Regions from separate parts of the Sminthopsis crassicaudata genome. Here region 1 is linked to region 2. The links are chromatin contacts, called in public Hi-C maps. All regions are on one chromosome and are shown on one strand. Each heading gives the region's core, a stretch centred on a gene start, on an enhancer-like site or on the middle of the called end of the contact. The rest is flanking DNA. Distances are from core to core; before and after follow the strand shown. Region 1 holds the start of EIF4E (eukaryotic translation initiation factor 4E). Region 2 holds the start of TSPAN5 (tetraspanin 5).

What was found. Hi-C and Micro-C count contacts between places; a contact is called where the count stands out from the background.
Region 1: a Hi-C map of hippocampus shows a contact between it and region 2, with 3 times the contacts expected there. The contact joins the promoter of EIF4E here to the promoter of TSPAN5 in region 2. A contact is called at or near these places in 2 of 2 Hi-C or Micro-C datasets (fibroblasts and hippocampus).

Annotation. Positions count from the first base shown.
Region 1 is chr6:146,899,411-146,904,299 of ASM4859323v1, reverse strand. EIF4E (eukaryotic translation initiation factor 4E) reads left to right here and starts at 1,280. Exons shown (of 9, transcript XM_074275427.1): 1 at 1,280-1,294; 2 at 1,668-1,866; 3 at 2,812-2,858. The coding sequence starts at 2,841. It overlaps LOC141547080 (a long non-coding RNA gene), which reads right to left and starts at 1,715. Exons shown (of 2, transcript XR_012483500.1): 1 at 1,611-1,715; 2 at 842-929.
Region 2 is chr6:146,624,975-146,629,779 of ASM4859323v1, reverse strand. TSPAN5 (tetraspanin 5) reads left to right here and starts at 2,651. Exons shown (of 8, transcript XM_074273059.1): 1 at 2,651-2,784. The coding sequence starts at 2,704.

The sequences.
Region 1 (4,889 bases), core at 31-2,530, 280 kb before region 2:
TAAGAATAGCAGGCCAAATCCTTTGTTAAAACCTACATAAACTATAGCTACCATTTTAATAGCTTAATAAACTTGATTTAAAAATAGGAAATGAGCTTAGTTTGGCATGACCTGTTTTTGATGATGCTATGATGACTCTCTGGGGTCACTCTTCCTTCTAGATGAATTTTAAGATGCTTGAAATAATTTAGGAAACTGAGCTAGGCAAATGATCGTAGGTTCCTTTCAGCTTCAACATTCTAACTGCTCTTTTATGTTTCTGAAATTGTTCACAACTATTATATAAGAGGACTCAGTTATCTGAGTAACTGAGGAAATGAGATTTAGTAAGAAATGCAAGATATTCCCTTAGGAAATTTTTGGAAATTACTTCTAAAATAAGCAGTATGTTTAAAGAGCAACACAGTAGCAGATACAGTCCATCAAACTGTAAACAGTTAAGTCAAGGTAACTAGGAATATAACCTTTTATGACCTTGGTTTTGTCTGGAGGTTATCAAAAAAGAATTGATAAATCAACATATGTATTTAATAGCCAATCTTTCTGAGATAAGATGCTACAATGGGAACAAAAGGAACAGGTATCAACTGCTTTTTGACAAACTTTATAATACACTGAAATTACTTTTAATATACTAAATACAAAACTAAAAATACATTCAAGAAAACACTCAAATTCAATAAATCCAGTTGTAAAGAGCTTGCTATAGACATAAATACCAGGAAGATGGTGTAGTGACTAGAAACTGATCTTTTTGTCAAGAAATGTGAGCCGAGCCCCGCCCCTTCCCCAATGGAAAGAGGATCTGGATTCAATAAAGGATATGATTAACACCAAAGTCTTTGTAAAAAGCTTTATTACATGAACTGAGTTAAATTTTTCGGGCAGTAGAAAATTTCCATTTTTGCTTCAGACTCTTCCTCTGGTTCCTATAATAAAGTCTGGTATTATGAAAAATAGCCTTATGTGTTTTGCAAGAAGATAGTTTGATACTATCAAAAAGAAAGCATCAGTTAAAATCAAGTTACTGCTTTGAACATTTTAAACAAGAATTGTATCTCATACCAACAATAATCTTTTTATTTTCTCACAACCTTTGTGAAATATATCTATACAAAGTGGAAGCTCGATATATTATCTCTGACACTCAAGGTCAATCTATATATTAAAAGATTATGACTTTGGGGCTCATGGAAAGCCCCAATTATGTGTAAGCCAATTCAACTTCCATTATGCACTCAACAATAGGTAATATGACACAGCCTTGGACATCAGCTTCAGTAACAGCAGACAGGTATATACTATAGTTTATAATTTTCTGAGACTATATTCTTAAAATCATGGGAAATAGTGGTGAGGAGGGTTGTTCCTCAAAAGGCCCTCTTGATAGCACATTAGATTTCTTTTTCTGTGCCTGTTTTATTAATAAACAGACCATGTGCAATAGCACCAACCTGGAAAATTATAGGTACCGAAAGTTACCAGCCAGGGGAGGGGATGAAGGATGAGAGATTAACCTGGGGTTGTGGGCATATTTCAAGTTGCTAACATTCTTTAAAATCTCACAATCTATTTCACTGAAAGTAACCTTTTGCTGAAGGTGAACTTACCTGGGGGGAGAGGGAGATTAGGCGTTGAAACCTCTTTTTTTTTTTTTTAATTATTAGGGAAATTCATGATTACATAGTCAACAAAAAGAGGGAAAAAAAATCCAACAGGTAGTTTGACAAAGCAGCAGGGGCGAGGACCCCGGCGCTTCCTCGAGAGGCCGCGGCTGCTTCCTCGGAAGCGGCATTTCTCCGGCCGGGGGCTCCTCACAGCCTGGGACCCGCTGGGACCGGCCGGGCCGCCGCGCGCCCTTGTGAGGTAAGTCATCTTTGGGCCACAGGCGGTGAAAAAGCGGAGGTCCCTGCAAGGCAGTCACTCGCCGAAGGAGCGTGAGTCAAGGTCCGGGGTCATTGTTAGCCAGGCCCCGCCACCCCGGGCCGTCAGTCCGGCGCTGGGTGACCAGGGCCGCCGGGTGCTGCTCCGGGGGGGGGGACTGACCTCAGGCGCCTGACGCGGCCGGACTGCGAGCACCGAGCTACGGGCCTCCGAAGCCCGACTGCCGCCCCCGCTGCTAGAGCCCGCTCAGGGCAGGTCGTCCCCGCCCCCGCGCAGGCATGGCCGGGAGGCGCCGGCGCTAGTCGCGCCCGCCCCGCGCCGCGCCGGCCGCACGTCCCCGCTGCTTCTTTCAGTTCACTAATAAATAAAAAAAGAGAATGAAGGCGGCAGTGAGGACCAGGGTGGCGGGAGGAACGAACGACTCCAAGTGAAGGCGGCCCCAGGGAGCCTTGCAGAGGCGCCCAGCCAATGAGGTTTCTTCCTGTGAGCTGAGCCCACGGGGACGATGGGAAGCCGGGGGAGCCGGGGGCCGGTGGCGCACGGGCAGCTGTGAGGCAGAGGAAGAACGCAAGACGGAGGAAACCCCCTCCCGCAGCAGTCTCATTTTCGCAGCCGGACCGAGCCCCACCCCTGCCTCACCTTCCTAACCCCACTCACCCGCCCGCAGCGCAGCGCCGCACCGTTTCCGTAGCCACGTGATCAGCCCTTCTCTTCCCAGCCTTCCTCCTCACTGGAGAGGAGGGGAGGGGAGGGAAGGGAGAGGAAAAAAAAAAAAAAAAAAGACTCCACTTCCCAGAAGCCCTCGGTTACCCACGCACCCGCCACCTTGCGCAGGCGCTGCCCGGGCCAAACGGACACGTTCGTCACGTGGGGGGGACCGGCCAATCCGGTTTGAATTTCATTTTTTTACTCTCACCCCCCCTTCAGGAGCGGTTGTCTGATCAGATCGATCTAAGATGGCGACTGTGGAACCGGTGAGTGTTGCCTTCGGCCCCCCCCCACCCCCTACCGGGTCCCCGCGCCCGGTTCCCCTGGGGCCCGGGAGACTCCGCGGGACGGCGCTCCCAGCGCGCACGCAAATCCTCGCCACCCCCTCCCCCTCTGTCGGGTGCTGACCCCCTGGTGGCGGCGGCGGCGGCTGGGGGCGCCGGGAGGTGGCGGCGGCGGCGGCGGCGTGTAGCGCACACATTCTAGTGGGGGCTGGCGAGACGAGAGGAGAGGTGGGGGAGGGGCGGCGGGGAGGCCGCGGTGGTGGGAGCGCGAGGTGCCCGGATGGGCGGAGGGGGGGAGGGGTACGGCTAAGGCCCGGGTGGGGAAGTTGTGGGACGCGGGGCTTGGGGGCCCTAGCTGGGGGGCGGCGGTGAGATCGGGTCTCTAATCGGGGTTGGCGGGCTAGGGGCGAGCGCATGAAGCTCGCTTGTGACGGGGGTCGAGATGAAGGGGGAGGTTGGTGGCAAGGCTTCGGGGAAGCCGGTCACCAGCTGCTGTCGGGGCTTGCGCTGGGTATCCGCGAGGTGTCGGGGGTTGGTGGGGAGGGCGGCGGCACGCGCGGATGGCCTGGACCGCGCCGGCCGCCGGGAGAAGGGGCGGGCGCCAGGGCTCGGGGAGCGCGCGAGAGCCGCTGGCCGGGGTTGGCGGCGCGTGGGGCCAAGGACTGGGGGGGGGGGGGGGGCCAGAAGGGGGAGCGGCTCCTAATCGCGTTTCGCGAAAGTAGCTTTTTGGGGGAAAGGAGAATGTGAGAGCTGGGACTCCCAGTAACACATTATCTTTGCCCCCCAGCGTTAAAGCCCGGGCTGTCACAGAGAAACTATGGAGAAGGGGGGGGGCAGTCGATGCCTTTACTGGGCCTACTTGACGTGCCGCCGGGGCCGGCTTAAGCTTCAGGATTTCGACTGCCCTCCATTCATTCATCCTTGGCCCCCGTTCTGCGCATTGCGCATGCCTTGGGAGGAGTGAGGAGGACGGAATCTTAGATTCCTCCGAGTCCAGATGGATTGAGAAATTTGCCCTTTTGGGCTGGGGAGGGCGGAACTTATTATAATATTGGGTCTTTTATTTCTTGCCGGTTCCTTCTCAATCTTAGTCTCTCCCTCTCCTCCCAAATCTATTTCAATCAGGCCTCATTTTAGATTGTGAGAAAACTGATCTAGGGTAGGAAATGTACTGCATTCTCCCCCTATCCCCCCAAAGGGAGATTGAAACTTGTGTCACAATGTGGAGCTTGCCATCTGCCCTATTGGCTGAAACCTCTTAAAGCCCCTACGTGGCAGTTTTAAATCCATATAACAGAGACACTAAAGCACTTCAGTGATAATTGAACTATCAGTCTTATAGTAAATAATTTAAAATCTTAATAATTCCTTCAGAACTTTTTTCCTTTCCAGGTATCAAGTTTTCTCCGTGTTGAGGAATACTTTCCTAGTCTCCACCCCAGGGTTGTGTTCTATAGGGGCCATAAATTTCTGTCGTGAAAAATACTTTGTCATTGAACATACTGGTTTTCTTGTGATTGAAGAAAAGCCCTTACCCAGCCTGTAACTAACATTACAGTTGCTTTGTTTTTTAATACACACGTATATGCAAATTAAATAGAATTCATTTTTATATATGGGAAAACTGGGGTCCAGGGAGGTTAAAAAGATGTCTCATAATATGTCTCTGAGCCAAAGTTTTCATTTAGGTACTACAAATTCAGTATTTTTCCTGTTGTTGTTACTTTATTCTGGACCTTACTATTTCCCTCAGGCCTGTGTAGAATAGGTTTTTTTGAGTACTCTTAATTGCTAAACGAGGTTGATGAATTTTGATAAGGGATTAGTGAGTGTAATTAGAACACTTAAGTTTTACAAACAAAAATAGAATAATATTACTTTATGAGCCAATAACTTTTCAAATATTTGCATGTTCAAATTGGACTTGGTGTAGCATCCATTGTAGAAGATTTTGCATGAAACCAAATTAGCAGTAGTAGTTACCTTGAGTAAAGTAACTAACTTTTAAAATAA
Region 2 (4,805 bases), core at 1,402-3,901:
GAAGGAAACCAATAACCTCTAAGACAACCACAGATGATGTTCTGACAAAAGTGCTTTAAATTAAGAATCTCATGGTTAGGGCCAAGATTTTTTCCCTTGGCTAGTCTTTCCTATATGAAATACTAGCTATATTTCATATATATGAAGATGATTCAGAGCATGCCTTTTGCAGCATTTTCCCCTAGAAGTGTTGAAGGATTTTCTGTGATTCAGCCTGGTATTGAAGGGAGAGCTCTGGGAGCTTCAAGTATGGCTTCTGACACTACTTCTCCAGAGCAATGGCGCTTGGGTCAAAAGATGAGGGCACAAATCTCACTCTTATGCTCACTACATATTTGACCTTAGGCAAGTCATTCAGTCTCTGTGGCCTCAATTTCCTCTTCTGTAAAATGCAGGGGTCGGTCCAAATGGCCTCAAGCTTCTTTCCAGCTCTAATTGTATAACTTGGGGTTGGTTTTTCTTTTGAGAACTGCCTTGTCCAGCATCTTTGTTCTCTAAGGTATAGAATGCAGTCTGTGTCAATGAATGTAAAAGGACTTAAATTGGGGAGGAAGGTGGATGTAATAGGATGTTACTCCAATGCTGTTTTTTGAGCCCCTTAATTTTTCATTCAACTTTCCAGCAGCTGGAAGGTCTTCCCAACCGCCCTCTCCCCTTTCCTAAAGGATTTTAGATGAGAATAGTTCACATGAAATGATAGGTTGAGAACTGGGAAAGACCTTAAAGCTCCTCTAGTCCCAATGCCCTTAATTTACAGACGAGGGAACTAGGCCAGAGGGATAGTGACTAGCCTATTTATGGTCACACAGACAGGATTTGAACTCAGGTCTTCCTGACTCCAAGACCAGTGTCCTTTTCACCAGGCCACATTGCTCCATGTTGAGGACTGGAGTGGTCTGTTACTTGATTTCTGACCTGGGACCTTTGCAACCCCGAGAGACACTTTCCAGCCCACTCTCTTCCTGCGGGAGAGTAAACCTCGGAATGGTCAGGGTTTCCCGGTGACACACCAGATTCCTTTGAAGACTGTAACTGGGCCCATTCTCAGGGAGGCCACCCCAAGTTCAGGAAATGGGCCACTTCCTTTAAAACCATCAAGAATCATTAAGACTTCTGGTGCCCTCTACAGAGTCTTTTGTTCCTAATGTTGCCAACGTGCCAAACCCAGCCAGAATCCGCACCTCGTCCCCACCCCCACCCCAGTTCCTTATTTCTCCATTGGGCCAGCTCTCCAATGCAGGTAATTTTCTCGGACCCGGATCATTTTTTCCCCCAGGTAATAGGTTGAAGTCTCCCAGGAGAAAATCAGTTGGTTATCTTTGTTTCCTAAATGGACAACTCTTTCCTCTGGAAGCCTGCTTCCTTCTGAGCGAAGCAAACGGTCTTTGTGTCTCGGATTTTGTCTCCTTCCCCTCCCCCCTTCCAGCCGCCCCCGTCGCCTTTCACGCGAAGTCCACCCGTACTTACACCTCCTGAAGGAGAAGTGAAAGGGACACTTAGTCTTTGCCTCTCCTTTTGGGATGAGGCCTACAAGGCTCAAGCAACTTACTCAAAGTTCTACACCCAGTACATAGCGCACGGACCTTCGGGGCCGGGGCTCCCCTGCCATTGCAGCACTGCTCCCTCCCGGCCCGGCCCGAGCGGCCACCTCCGCGTGCATCTCGCCCCGCAGGACTAGAGCGGCGGCTAGAGCAGGGGGCGGTGCGCGGGGCGAGCGAGCCAATGTATGTGTACTGATGTGTGTGTGAGCGCGCACCGTTTGCAAAGGTGACCGCAGGGGAGCCCCGGCGCCCACCCCTCCTCCCCCTTGGGCTGTGCTGGGGCAGGAGCGCGGACGCCGCCAGTCTCCATCGGAAAGGCCGGCGGCCTCCGCGGAGTTCCCCAGCCCCCCTCGGCTCTCTCAGCAGCCCCGATCGTAGGGAGATAGGGTCCGTCCGCCCCGCCCCAGCCCCACCTCCCTCCTCCGAGGGGCGGGGAGAAAGGCCGCGGGAGGGAGGGCCCAGGCGGCGGTGGGAGGCCGCAGCACGGAGGAGGAGGAGGAGGAGGACACGTTATTGTGTCAAAGGGGCTCGGGTGCTCTCCGGTGCTTGTGTGTGGATGCGGGAGTGTATGCGCGCGCGCGCGGGTCTCCCTGGGTCCCCTGGCCGCTCCTCTCGGAGGAAGGGCGAGCGCGGGCGAGCCGGTTCCCACGCAGCATCCCTTAGCCGCGGGCAGGCAGCAGCGCCGGCCTGACGGACAGACAGCCAGCCGCGGGACGCCGTGCGCCCCTCGGAGAGGGAGCCGCAGCGGCAGCAGCTGCAGAGCCGGGGGCAGGGGCCGGACGGCTCGCCGGGGAGCCCGAGATCCGAGCCCTCTGTCGGTGTGCTCGCCGCCGCCACCGCGGAGGCTCAGCGCGGCAGCCGGGGCCTCGGTGCGGGAGAGAGGCGGGCTGAAGAGCGGGGGAGACCGTCAGCCCCGAGCAGTGCAGCCCCGCGCTCCGAGTCCGCTCCTCGGCGCCCAGCTCGGTCACCGTCCTCCCGCCGCTGCCGCCGCCTCCTCCTCCTCCTGCGGCAGCCGAGCCCGCCGCCGCCGCCGCTTTCGAGCCGAAGCGGTCGCGTCGGGGGCTGCAGCCGGCCCCGGTGTGGGGAGCTCGCGGTCGCGTCGGGGTGCTCGGAGGGCTCCGAACTCTGGCTGCCCAGGAAAGTGCCTTCATGAACCCAGAGGATGTCCGGGAAGCACTACAAAGGTCCTGAAGTCAGTTGTTGCATCAAATATTTCATATTCGGTTTCAATGTTATTTTCTGGGTAAGTTGTGTCGCGGTTGTTGTTATCCTCGCGGCGCGGTGGCGGCGATTTTATTCTCGGCGGTTGCCCCGAGTGCTTTTTTACTTTTCCCCAAACCCCCGGGCTCTCTCCTCCTCTTCCCCGAAGCGAGAAGAGGCGCCCCGGCCCCTAGCGTCTCCTAACTGCTCCGAGTGAGGAGGCTGCATTTATTCCTTTGTAGGTGGGGGGCGGGGGATGGGGAAGAAAGAACTAAGAAAACTGAGATGCCAAGGCAGCTCCCAGGCCTCGGATGGTCCCTGGGAAGGGAGGAGAGGGAGCTATTGTTGGGATAAAATGAGATCAAGGCTTCGGCAGTTCGGGACAATGAGCCGCGACACGGAATAGATTTGTTCCCATGGGACACCGATGGTGTGCGTGGCTGGGGTGAGAACAGGGCAGCTTAGCCATGCAAAGCAGCCTCCCCGAAGCCCACCTTTGTGAGAGGGAGGTGATTGGACCGCGGCTCTTCTGCCGTACGTTCCGGAGGCTATCTGCCTGCTCCATCACGGGCTTTTGTGTATGGGTGATGCGGCTGGCGTGGTTCGGAGTGCACGGGATGCGATATGTACATAACAACACTTCCAGCGCATTCCTTCCAAGTCTCGTTCCGAAAAGCATTTTGCATAAGGGCCCGTTTGTGGGCGTGGATGGTGGGGAAGATTTATTTTTGTATCTGTCATTGTCAGAACAATAACTAGTAATCATCAACATGGATCTCAGTCTAGTTCCTCTATTCTTAGCCTCGTGTCTTTCGTCTTTCTCTGAGTGATGAGTTAAAGTGTTTTTTTTTTTTTTTTTTTGTTTGTTATTTTGGCTGGACGAAGAAATGTAAACCAGGAGGTGTGCTAGATTGAGAAATAAAGCAAAAGCTTGAATGCCATTTCGCGTCTTTGTTTTTAAACCTCCGCAATGTTAAATAATGGAATGATGTCTGTTTTTTTTTTTTTTTTTTTTTTTTTTTCTGAGCTCACTAATGCTTCTCAGCAATCAGACAAAGAGTTTCTCCGGACCTGGGAGACACAGGTGTTTCATTTCTTCCCCCCCTTACCTCCTTTCTGCACTTCACCCACTCCCCCACGAGGAAAAGTAAAAATGGTGGCTCGGGGGTTTTCCAGCAAGTTGTTGCTGAGTGCAAGTTTAAAAGTCCCCCTAAAAAGGAGATGATGTAGAATGATTAAATCAAGCCCAAAGAATCCAAACATGAGCATCCGTTCAGTCTCACATTTTTTTTTTAATATTCACAGGAGCAAATATCAATCCTTGAGAAATGTTTTCAGAATTCTTTACTGCTATTTCCTTTGTTGTCTTTTCCTAATTTTAAATTTCATTTAAAAAAACCTGTTTTCTTTTTTACATGTGTCGCATTGAGAACACATGTTTTGCAGAGTGAAACAGGATTGGAGAACACTTTCTGTACCATCTTGCCATCTGCCCTCAGGACTGATGAATAAGATTAGGAGGATGGGTGAATAAATATAATAAACAGTCCAGTACTGCTTTTGTGGGTGATTGATTGCACATAACTGGTGTTCTTGTCAAACAATCTCCTATTTTCTGGGATTACCACCAAGCTTCGAACTTAAAGTAGGCTTATTTTTCATGGGAAGAAACATGTTTCCCTCTTTCGCCCTTTTTCTTTCCCTCACACTATTCAGTTTTCTGTCTGAGTTGTTCTAAAGGTATCGATAATGACTTTTTTGGACATAGTTTTAATTGCTGGGGACTGGACCCAGGCTGGTAGCATGAGCTGATAATCTTGTCTTGTTTTGAACACAGACAATATAATATATAATCCAATAAAATTCAGCTACCAAGAAACAGGAAGGGTCTATTAGGCCTTTATTTTGGTCTCATAGCAAAGGATAAAAAATGGAAATATTGGGATTTGGAGTCTGTTTTCTGGACAGAATTTGGGTAGTTGGGTAGTAGCCAGTTAAGACAGTTGATCTAATACTATAGGAAGCGTCTTCAAAATTTTTGGGGAGTGGGGAGGCAGGAGAGTG